Regions from separate parts of the Arachis hypogaea genome. Here region 2 is linked to region 1. Evidence: chromatin contacts called from public Hi-C data. All regions are on one chromosome and are shown on one strand. Each heading gives the region's core, a stretch centred on a gene start, on an enhancer-like site or on the middle of the called end of the contact. The rest is flanking DNA. Distances are from core to core; before and after follow the strand shown.

Region 1 (5,974 bases), core at 2,932-5,431:
CTATATATATTAATTTATATTTTTAATTAATAATTCAATTATTATTTTTAGTTCAGCAATCCCACATCATATTTTTAATTAATATTTCTAAATATTATTAATTTATTACTGATTAAAAATAATAAATTTTGTTTGTTCTCTATCATTTTTCTATACCTAATTTTCATTAAATTGATCATGTGCATGAATCATGATGAATTTCTTGAAATTTCTACTGGACTATATAATAGTAAAGGTGCAAATAAACTTTCAAAGTCTGTCTCATTTTAATTTGGATTACCTATTCTTTGGTACCATATCATGTCTCTACATTACTCCCCACTATAGCAACCCAATTTTTTATGCTTCTTTTCTCTTTGGTTTTCATATTCTCAGCTGAGATTACCACATTTTATTGTGATTGGTTGGATTAGGATAAGCTCCATATTGCTTTGTACATTTATATATTATTTAATTTTAGAGTTTAATTATTTTTATTGATAATGTATTTAATTTGTATACTGTAATACCCAAACTTTTAGCACGTCATGATCGTACCAAAAGTAACGCGTTACGGATTTAATTTCCTTTATTATATATTTAATATTGAGGTTTTACTCGATAATGCGTTTCAGATTTTAAGAAAATACCAGAAAATCAAAGTCCGTAACGCCTTACTTTTGGTACGATTATGACGTGCTAAAAGTTTAGGTGATACATATACATTATATTTTTATTACGAAATAAAATTTTATATATATAAAGATACTTAATTATAATAAAGTTTTATAAAATCAAATTTTTCTGATTAGATTATTTTTACATAAACTCGAATATTTAATAATTAAGTTAAATATTATTTTATTAATATAACAATATATAGTTAAATACTTATATAAAATTTTATTAATATATTTATATATATATGTATGTTGGCATTATCTACAAGATAGCCCTAATTATTAACCATGCATACTCATAAGAAACTCATTTTAAATAATTTAATCTAGTTTAAATAGTTAATATGATATTCTCCAAATCTTTTCACGTTTGGTTTTTCTTTGTCATTATGGTAATCTCATTGTTGATATCTATTGTAAATAATTATTATTAATTAATGAAAAGTGGCTGCATACTGCGTGGTACCTTTAGAATAAGAGAACCCTGCACGCAATGAAAAGTATATATTAAGAAAGATCTGATCTAATCCCAAGTTGAATAAATTAGTTAAATTATCTATGACTTTAATAATTCATTCGCATGATATATATTTTATGAATTTAATTTTAATATGTTGTCAAAATATAAAAATTCTAGTATATATGCATACATTTAATTATATATTTTGTTACATCAAGAAAATAATAATCTTTTATTATAAAAAAAATTATCTAAAAAAATAAATGAATTAATAATTTTGCAAAAAAAAATTATACATGAAAATTAAATTCATATTTCATTTAAGTTTTCCACTAAAATGATTAAGAGGATTCGCCAAGAATATCAATAACAAAGAAGTGATCCACACACATAGAATTTAGCCATTTTCATTAGTGACATCAATAGTGATAGTAATTAATTCTATAGCATAAAGGGCACGCCATCATTATGTGTAAAATTAATAATGCGCCATATATATGCGTCTATGTTTTAATTTGCTTTTTGTTTTATCAACCATATTTGTCTTCAAATAAAAAATGTTTCGGGACAATAGAAATCAATATAAAACACTTAAATTTATATTATTATTTATTTATTAATTATTGTTAAAATAAACAAATAATATTAAATATAATTATATAATTATAAATATTATGTACATAAAATTATAAATATTAAATAAAATAAAATAAATAATATTAAATTATTATCTCTTTATTAGCATCATCCTTAGCTTTATCTTCTAACCTAACAGAATAACCTAAGGTTTAGATTAGCATGTATTATCATATGGAATAATCTACTGAAAATAAAAATATTTCCATTAAATTAGTTTGATATATTCTTTTAATTAAGGGGTATATATACTAACACTACCAATAAGGAGATTTAGATTTAAAACATTATGCATATTATCTAAATATAATTATTTCATTGTTAATTTACTAATAATGACATATATAATTTGTGTATTATTAATTAAATTATATATGGTTAATTTTAACTAATGTGATACCACTTTAAAAAATTTTAGATCCATTATTGTGAACTTTATCTTTGTTATCCTTCACAATTATCACCTATTTATTTGTGACATGCATGAGTTTGGATATTTTAGTCAATTGCCCATTTCAATTATAGTGGAAAAATATGCCGGTGATTAAATAAATTAAACAATAATTTCTCTCTGACAATACTTTATTTTCTGTGATCAACTTTTGGAACAAACACTTAAAATTAAAAAAAAAATGTTATAACTTTTATTAGCAAGAGTATATATAATAACTCTCTTTAATAATTTCTTTACACTAATATTTTTTAGAATTATACAATAAGGGTAATTTAATGTTAATCAACTAAACTCAAACAAAAATAAAAAATGATGACATGCATGAAATTATTTTCATCTTTTACAACAAAAAGAAAAACTCTTGTTGAGATAATTATTAGGTAATTGGGTGATTAACAATTTATGGAAAACAGAATATAATCTTCTATATATGGATGTGTGGCTCAAATTAAAAAATAGTCTCTCTTGAGTCTAACATGATCTTAGAGAAAATATCATCCAAAAGAAATTAAGTTAAAAGTGCTTTTCATTATTCAAAGAGCAAAGAAAGCCACTCATCATTCATGAGCACCAAAGAGATTATTTGAAAAGTCTTGAGAGGCAATGAATGTGCTTTTTGACTGAATTTGAAGACATCTGAGTCATATTAATTTTCTTTATTATATTATTCCCATTATTTAGGAAGAGAAACTCTTTCTTTTTTTTTTCCCATGGAGTATATATATATATATATATATATATATATATATATATATATATATATATATATATATATATATATATAAATTTTTTACTCTACATTTAATTATAAGGACTCATTTAATTTTTTTAAGTGATAAAAATCTTTAATTTATGTTAATCAACTTATATAAAGAAAAATTAACTATTATTGATTTGTAGTGTATAAAAAGTTTCTTATTTACAAATGGGACAAACCCTACTTTATTCTCTTTTCCAAAATCCATGCACAAAGTAGATTCACATTATGAGGCTTCCTTGCAATCTTACCATAAATGTTTTGCATTTAATTTTTTGTGATGATGTATTTCTTTTGGTGAACAACTTTTTGTGATGTATATATTGTGTAGTCACTAATCTTAAAAAGCTTCCCATTTAGATGCAAAAAATAGAAAGAGATAAAAAAAATCCAAGATATATATGACAAAATAAAAACTTTTATATGACTAGAAAAAAAAATATACTGCCATAAAAAATAGGTTTAATTATTCTATTAGTCCCTCTAGTTTTGTAAAATTTTTAATTAGGTTTTTATATTTTTTTTAATTGAGTTTTTACACTAATTTTTTTTAATTAAGTCTCTCTTAATAGTAATTGGCTTAATTTTATAGAAATCCAACAAAAAAAATTGTTATAGAGACCTAAATAAAAGAAAAAAATGTAGGGACCCAATTAAAAAAAAATTAGTGCAAGAACTTAATTAAAAAAATATATATAAATCTAATTGAAAATTTTGCGAAACTATAGAGACCAACAGAATAATTAAACCTAAAAAATAATAATATTTACACTAATATCAAGATACAACTTAAAATTTTTTTATTTATCCTGCGAGCAAACGAGATATATATTTAAAATTTTGTTGCTTAAGTTATTAATTGTACAAACGAGATACGTTCATAGAAATAAATGATAAGAGTTAATTTTTCTTTTTTAAATGTGTCTATATCGATAAATATATATTTATTTTATTATTAAAAAAAAGAAATGATACTATCCCATAAAAACAAAAAGACTTTTGAGTATGATTTTCACAATTTCATAGGACTGACCGCTGACGCTGACAGTGACATAGTGTACACAACTTTTTTTTTTGTTCAGATATACACAAGTTAATTTTATTTTTGGTCTGGAGGCTTTTCCATTCTCGTTTCTGTTACGAGGAGTACACAAAACGAACAAAAAGTATGACTAACACTTCAATAATGAACAGCCCACAGAAATATTTTGTGGGCTTCATTCGAAAGTTACCGGCCCAAATTGATTATCCAAATTATTAATGTGGCCTCTGCCAAGATAGATAAGGGTCTGTATTTTTTAACCATCTTTTTCGGATTTGATATTTTCTAAAGGATGAAAATGAAGCTTACTTGTTTGGGAAGGTTGTCCACTTTGTGTCTCTGTAGTATTCACGGGATTAGTCATTGAATTTCTGGCCTGATGAATATCCTGGTGCAAACCAAAAAAGAGTTGGCACAGATGGATAAGGGTTTGTGTTCTTTAACTATCTTTCTTAGGTTCGATATTCACTAGAGAATGAAAATGAAGCTTACTTATTTGGGAAGATTGCCTACTTTGTGTCTCTACAGTACTCGAAAGATTAGTCATTGGGCTTCCGACCTGATAGATACTATAGTGAAAAAGAAAAAAAAAATAGCCTCCTCCACCCGCTTTCTAGAATAAGATTTTTTGAAACGAGAAAGTTAGCAAAATAATAAAGTGATGAGTTAGTCAATCCTAAATTAAAATAGTAGAATATAAATTGTATAAAAATTATAAAATTAATGAAAATTAATCCTTTATTTTACCAATTTTCTCACCTTAAAAGATCCAAATTTCTGCCTTTCCACCCCAAAGGTTTTAATGCTAGTGGCAAATGTATAAACGTCAAAAACTACTAGTATTTTTGTAAACTACCTTAATTTGGTTGAATAATTAATTTATTAATTTATTTTAAGTAATTAGAGTTTTAAATTTCACCTTGTATATTAATGATAAATTTTTAAATAAAATTTAGATTCGCGATGGATTAATCTTTAATTTAATGAGTAAATTATCATTTTTAATTACAAAAGTTTAAAATATTAATAAATTTATTCACGAAAAATTAAAATTAATTTTATACCAAAAAAACCTTTTACTAAAAAAAAGTTATCTGAACTCCAGAAAAATCGCTAAAATTTTTAATTTATTTATTTTTAAAAAAATAAGTTATACAATTGTAAAAAAAAAAACTCTAATATCTAAAAAAGGAAAAATGCTACTTGTACAATAAAATTCAGCCTTTATTCAGTCTTTAAATTTAATATTTTATTATTTTAATTTTTTAATTAATCATATTTCCTATTTTTAAGGAACTACTTTCAATTTAAACTTTATCAACTAAAAAATCTCTAACTTCTTATCACTATAATAAAGCATTTCCTTTATTTTCTCCCTCTCTCATAACGTCATCTTCACCAATCTCTTTACACTCTTTCTCTCTCTCTTTCGTAGAGACCATATTATTCTCTCATATAGTAAAATTTTTCTGCTTCATATAAAAAAACTCATTAGTATTTTATCTACACATCTAAAACTAGAATATCATTATAAACTCAGCTAATCCAATTAAATACAAACACATTCAAAATTATATTGCCTTTAATTAATCAGAAAAAAATAATTATGTTACCTTTAATTAATTAGAAAAAAAATAAAACAAGAACAACATAAACACATCCAAAATTATGTTACCTTTCATTAATAGAGAAAAAAATAAAAAATAACATAAACAGACTTCAAAACTCATGTCAAAAACACATCTAAAATTAAATAAACAACATAAACATATTTAAAATTATGTATTAATACATCTAAATTATTGTGATTGTAGTTCTAAATTATATATTAAAAACAGAAACAATTGAATTTAAATACACATCTAAAATTATAAGAATGCACTCTAAATATTTTATAACACATCCAAAATTCATGTAAAAAAGCATATATATATATATATATATATATAAGAACATAATAAACAAG
Region 2 (5,952 bases), core at 1,818-4,317, 36 kb before region 1:
TGCACAAGATTTATATACAAACTATCCCTCACAAAATAATTATAATTCTGCTCAGAATTGGAGTTCCGTGTGTTTTTGGGTGAATTCTATGCCAAAGAATCAAAATAATGCAAACAGTGACCCTAGGCATATCTGACTGTGTTTCATACTTTAGTCTGTCCCATAAAGTTATAATGAAAAGACGAAGGAAAGTTAATGTATATTGAGAAACAAGTAATACAAACCTTGTACTCCAGAGAATCCAGAATGGGTAGTAAATGAGGCGCAATAAGACCCAAGATAAAACAAATAGAATAAATGCAATGCTGGCAATTGTTTCAGCACCACTGTATTTGGACATTTTCCCTATCTCCAGAAACACATCACTAGCATCATGAAGAGCTAAAACAACAGATCCAACACGAGCAAACCTGAAGGTGTTAACATAGAAGAGAAAAATGATACCGTTATATAAAAATATCAAAATGAAGTGTATTTATATCAATTAGCATTAGAACTAGCGTGTGCAATAGGACCACAATCTCTCTTTCCATTAGTAAGTTAAAATTCACCATATAACTCAACTCATTATGAACAAGGTCATCGTGAAAAGAGGACATTATTTTTAAATGAAAGGAATTAGCATGATTTAATCAAGAATCCTCACAGATATAACCCTTTCAGTTTGAAGTTTGAGAAATATAAATGAACACAAACAAATTAAGAAAATTATAGACTTGTATCTCCAAAGAAATTACAATTAAAAAAAAACTTGCATGACAAGACAATAAGAAATTAACACACCTAAAAATGTAAGACAGCACAATGAGAATGACAGTAGCCACATGGTGACCCATGGACACCCCAAAGTCAGAGCGCCGTGTTTCCCAAAATATTAAAGCAAAGATGGAGTAAGAATAAAATCCAGCAGCATACATGTAGAGTGCCTTCAGTTTCAACCTGAAATGTTAAGAGCTTACAACTCTATTGCCAGACTTAATTTGAACACAAAATTTATAGCAAGGGAAAATGATTGCAGAAAGATATTAAACATTGCAACTGGATAACTATAATAACTGGGCTTCTAAGCAAATAATCTTACTTAATCTTTTGCTCTGGCCAGACCTGGCTCCCTGGCCCCACCCAAAAATTTCTTGTATTAGTAAACCAAGGTTCATCATAAGTTACGGACAGAGCAAAAACTTCTGCTGACAGAAAATAAACACATTTCCAGGCTGATTCCTTGAACTTCCTAATCTTTTTTCTTCTCTCATCATTCTGGAAATCCAGCTGCTTATGCCCCTTTCCAAATATCAATCGTCTACCCAATTTCTGTAAATGTTGTTTACTTCAGTTTATTTGAACAACTAGAACCAGAAATAGAAAATTCTAAAAGTAGAGAACGACCACAGTGCAAGGCCACCAAATGATGACTCCTAGCATCATCACAGTTTGATAGAAAAAACAAGTAATGAAAAGCATAAAGAAAAATAACATGAAAAAATAAGACGAGAAAAGAAGCTTACATTTTACCAAAGATTATATAAAGTAAGAATGTAATCACCTCAAACAACACAAATTTAAAATCAGTTTTACCATCTATCCTGAACGAGGGAGGGGAAATGAAGCATGCAGATATTCATTGTCTTTGGAAGTTCCAATGCTGAAGGGTCAGCATTTTCGCTCTTTTAACAAAAAAGTATGTTAACATTATAAATTTAATTAGCTTGTGAAGAAAGCTAACCAAACCCTTACTGATAAACACACTAAACCAATAAAGAAAAGCAAAAAAGGATCAAAATGTTCTGAAGCCCCCATTAGAAATAAAGAAGATATCATAAAATATCAAGGCATATCTGTGAAGATAGCATAGAATCAATTTTGTTATTTACTTTATATATGATCAAATCACACCAGTGTTATTTTAAGCAAAATTACACCATTTATTTGCACTGAATTTTGTGAAAATTGAACATCAATAAGACTGACAACTCATATTCATGCATATTTGAAACTCTTATATATTACTATCAATTTTGATCTATAAAAGAGTATGTCTAATGATTTTAGATTGATATGAAATTTTATAGATTTGTTCTACAACGCACAAACTTCTAATCCAACCTATTCAACGTAATAATTTTGATATAATTCTAGTTTCTATCTCTTCCTCTCCTACCTAAAACCCTCAATCTCAACAGAGCTCCAGATAACAGAATTTGATTGAATTTAGGTATTCAAAAACACATTGAAGCTACTGTAATCACCTCCAAGCTAAACAGTGTAGGAACCATCTCACATCTCTGAAACTAATTCTAACAATAATGCCGCACAGAACAACACTCCTTAAACTGATACAACAGCTCACACATATTATATTCAAAAACTCCGTTCCTCAACAAATTCTCATGAAAACTCAGTAACAAGTAACAAACGTAAATAACAATACATTCAAGTCAACGGCAGCATCAAAACACTAATAAAAAAGAATTACGAACTTCAATGTGGAAGCCCTTGCAATCGCAATTGTACTTTCCTCAATCAAACCTAGTGTTCACATCTAATTGCGCTTTCAATGATTAACACACAAAAACGAAATGCGAATCGAAGGAGAAAGTGTACCTCAAAGACGAATCTATCGAGGAAGAAGCGAATGCAAGGGAAGAAGAATGCGAAGAACGGAAGGATTGAGAAATCATAGTAGTCAGGGAAAGATTCTTGGTGCCAGTCGCAGGAGTACAAGGACTTGAGCTGCTGAATCAAATCCATTATTACGAACGAATCTTTTTCTCTCTGTTCCTCGCAATCTGGTAAGTAATTAATTTTCTCGGGAAAGTAAGGGAAAACCAGAATCAGAATCTGGAAGAAGGTTTTAGAGTAATAATGTTAGTAATAATAAGTAAAAACGCATCGATTGTTCTTCTTTTCATCGGAACAAAGCTCACAGAGTGTTTGATCGTAAAAAGTTTTCAGATTCCCCCTTTTTCGCTACTGTTATGTGCTCTCTCTCTCTCTCTTTAATTTGTTTTACTTATTTCTTCTCTTATTCTCCTATGCCACCATATTCACTATTCAAATTGACAATAATATTCCGCGATTTCTAAGTGAGTATCAAAAGATTGTATTTGAATTCTCTAAATTTTGAATTTCACGAATAAAGTATGATTTTTTATTTTTAAATAATTTTTTTTATAATTATTCTTGATCTCACCTATAAAATAAATTGTGAGAGATTATACTTTACTTTCTAAAATGAGAATTCAAAATCTAGAGGATCTAAATTCCAAAAAATTATACTATTTGAGTTATATTCGATGAAACGATGACCAAAAATATTTTTGTTCTTAAATGAGTAATAAATAAATTCTGTATTTTTAATTTAATTTTTTTAAATATTTAAATAATTATTTAGAATATATATACAAAATACATAATTTAATCATTATATTTTTTTATTTTTAAAAAATGTTTAGTTATTCACAAAAGAAAACATAAATCAACAAATTTGAAGATAAAAACATTTTTTATACTATAAATTAAACGATCTTATTTTCTAATTATAATTGTAAAAAATTATATAAAATCCAATGTCTAAAACTTTTTTGAGAATATATATTTAAGTTTGTCATATTTTTAAATATTTTAAAAATTTATTTGCCATTTATATTTCGTATTTTGTTAGTGATATAATTTTTTAAATATTATTTTAATAATTTAATAAAAATAATATGGTTTCTCCACTCGAAAAGGCGTTAAATATTTTTATTAACATAAATTTATTTAAAACTATTTATTTTTAGTAATTTAAATTTAAATATTTTTGAAAATATTAATGACGTGATAACAACTTTAATTTTGGATACTTATTGCAAGTTTATCTCATTTTTAATATTTTGGCTTTATGAGTTCAAGTTATTTTGGAGGGATAATCATTTTTTTCATTTAATTTAGTTGGATCTCTAATAATAAAGTATATATTTAAAAACATTTATAATTATTTATTATTTACTTTTTACTATAATTTTGAGGGCGAATACTATGCGTTATGGAAAAAATAATTTCTAAATCCTAAATCTTAAACAATATACTCCAAATCCTAAAATTCTAAAATCTAAATCTTAAGTATTGAAATAAAATATAATAAATAGATAATTAAAATTTATTTAATTGATAAAGAATATAATACTCTTTCTTTAATAAAAAAAAGTTTAATTTAAGGATGAGTCAATCTTAAAATATTGCAAATGAAAATAAGCAACGAAAAAAAATTTTCTGATTCTCTTTCTGAAATATATGCTAAATATGGTTCAAATGTATGAAAAATTTTCTCTACAAAAGTTGAAAAAAAATATTCGTATAATATTAAAATATATTTAATATATGATTCACAATAGGTACAATTGTTTATTTTTAGTTTTCATACACATATATAATATTTTTTAAGCATTATATAAATTAAAAATAAATGGTCCATGCATAATATTTTTTTCCCCTAGAAAAAACTAAATGTCCCCTTAGTATAAAACACAAAAATGAATAAAAAAAATTAATAGACAACAGAAATTTCATTGTCAAAATGGGTTGTATTATAGTTTATAGTAATATATATATATTTATACAAAAATATTTAACATTTTGGGTCTTTGATGTTGACGAAATTGGCCTTTGGTTTCAGTTATTGGTGCAAGTTGATGAATTATAAGAGAGAGAGGGTGAGATAGGGACAAATGAGAGCGTATGGTGTATAACAATACATGTACATTACTATAGGATCCACATAGATTTTACCATTAACAGACTTAGGTTTATTTATTATTTATTTACCTAGTACATATATAAGTACGCTGCTACCAACTACTAACTACTTACTCATTTATTTCATTTTCTAGTTCTTCATTCAATAAATTCTGACAACAAATATGGAGGCTCTTAAATACCAAATGCTTAGTACTATGTCATAATTAAACAATGATAATATTAAGAAAGCAAAAAAATTAGTTTATTTAATATTTATTAATTATTATAATAATAAATAAATAAATTTTGACTGATTTTAGTTAATTTTTCTTTTATTATTAAACATTTTCGTTGAATCATTTACGTACACTACTATATGTAGCAATGGTTAGTAAGTAGGAAATTACCCTTTTTTTTTTAATATCAAAGTTTGATTAAATTAGGTTAAAATATATGGAGGTGGATGGTTCCATTGATGTAGCTCATGATGGTGTCTCATGGTGACGATGATGGATGATTCAATCTATTTAGTATTTACATTAAATGAACCGGCCGTAATATATAGATTTTGGTCGAATAAATAGTCAAATTCGTCTTAAAAATTTTTCGTTTTTTATATTAATTTTTAAAATGTTTTTTTAATTAAATTTATTATTTAAAGATTTTAAATTATTATTTAATTTGTTATTTTTTTATTGATAATGTCAAAATTTGATAATTAATATGATAAATTTATAAAATTAGATCAAATTAAAATTTAATTGAGGAGAAAATTTGAAACATTAAAATCTCTTAATTTGTGGTTGATTTGATCTAATTTCATAAATTTATTATGTTAGCTGTCAATTAAGACTACTGTGTTGTAGGGTTACTTAACATGTCACATCAACAAAATTTGAAACGATTAACAATAAAAGTAACAGAATAACTAAAATCACTAAGTTAAAATTTTTAAAAGATAAATTTAATTAAAAAATTTTTAAAAACTAATTTAAAAAATGAGCGATCTTTCGAAAACTAATTTGATTATTTACTCGGTATGTTGTTTGATATATGCACTTTTTGTGGGTTGTCCCCTCTATATAAGAATAAACATATTAATTGGTTTATTTATTGTTTTTATTAAATTTTTGAATATGTATATTAGATCGATAAATAAATCACAACAATAAAATTGTAAGATAAATTAATTTTCTTTAAAAGAATGCATGAGGACCAATCTATTTAAGGGGAGTT

Evidence for each region. A called contact is a pair of places that touch in the nucleus more often than the background predicts.
Region 2: a contact with region 1 is called in a Hi-C map of an unstated tissue, with 2.2 times the contacts expected there. The contact joins the promoter of LOC112795995 here to the enhancer-like site in region 1. A contact is called at or near these places in 2 of 8 Hi-C or Micro-C datasets (leaf and an unstated tissue).

Annotation. Positions count from the first base shown.
Region 1 is chr1:10,339,373-10,345,346 of arahy.Tifrunner.gnm2.J5K5, reverse strand. No RefSeq gene overlaps it. Among protein-coding and RNA genes, the nearest start is that of LOC112795954, 6.4 kb to the right of the region's middle. Within about 2 kb of position 4,181, at least 1 of the 3 cell types and tissues checked has open chromatin away from gene starts, as enhancers often do.
Region 2 is chr1:10,374,219-10,380,170 of arahy.Tifrunner.gnm2.J5K5, reverse strand. It overlaps LOC112795995 (ASC1-like protein), which reads right to left and starts at 3,067. Exons shown (of 7, transcript XM_025838232.2): 1 at 2,602-3,067; 2 at 1,082-1,311; 3 at 784-939; 4 at 225-410. The coding sequence starts at 2,748.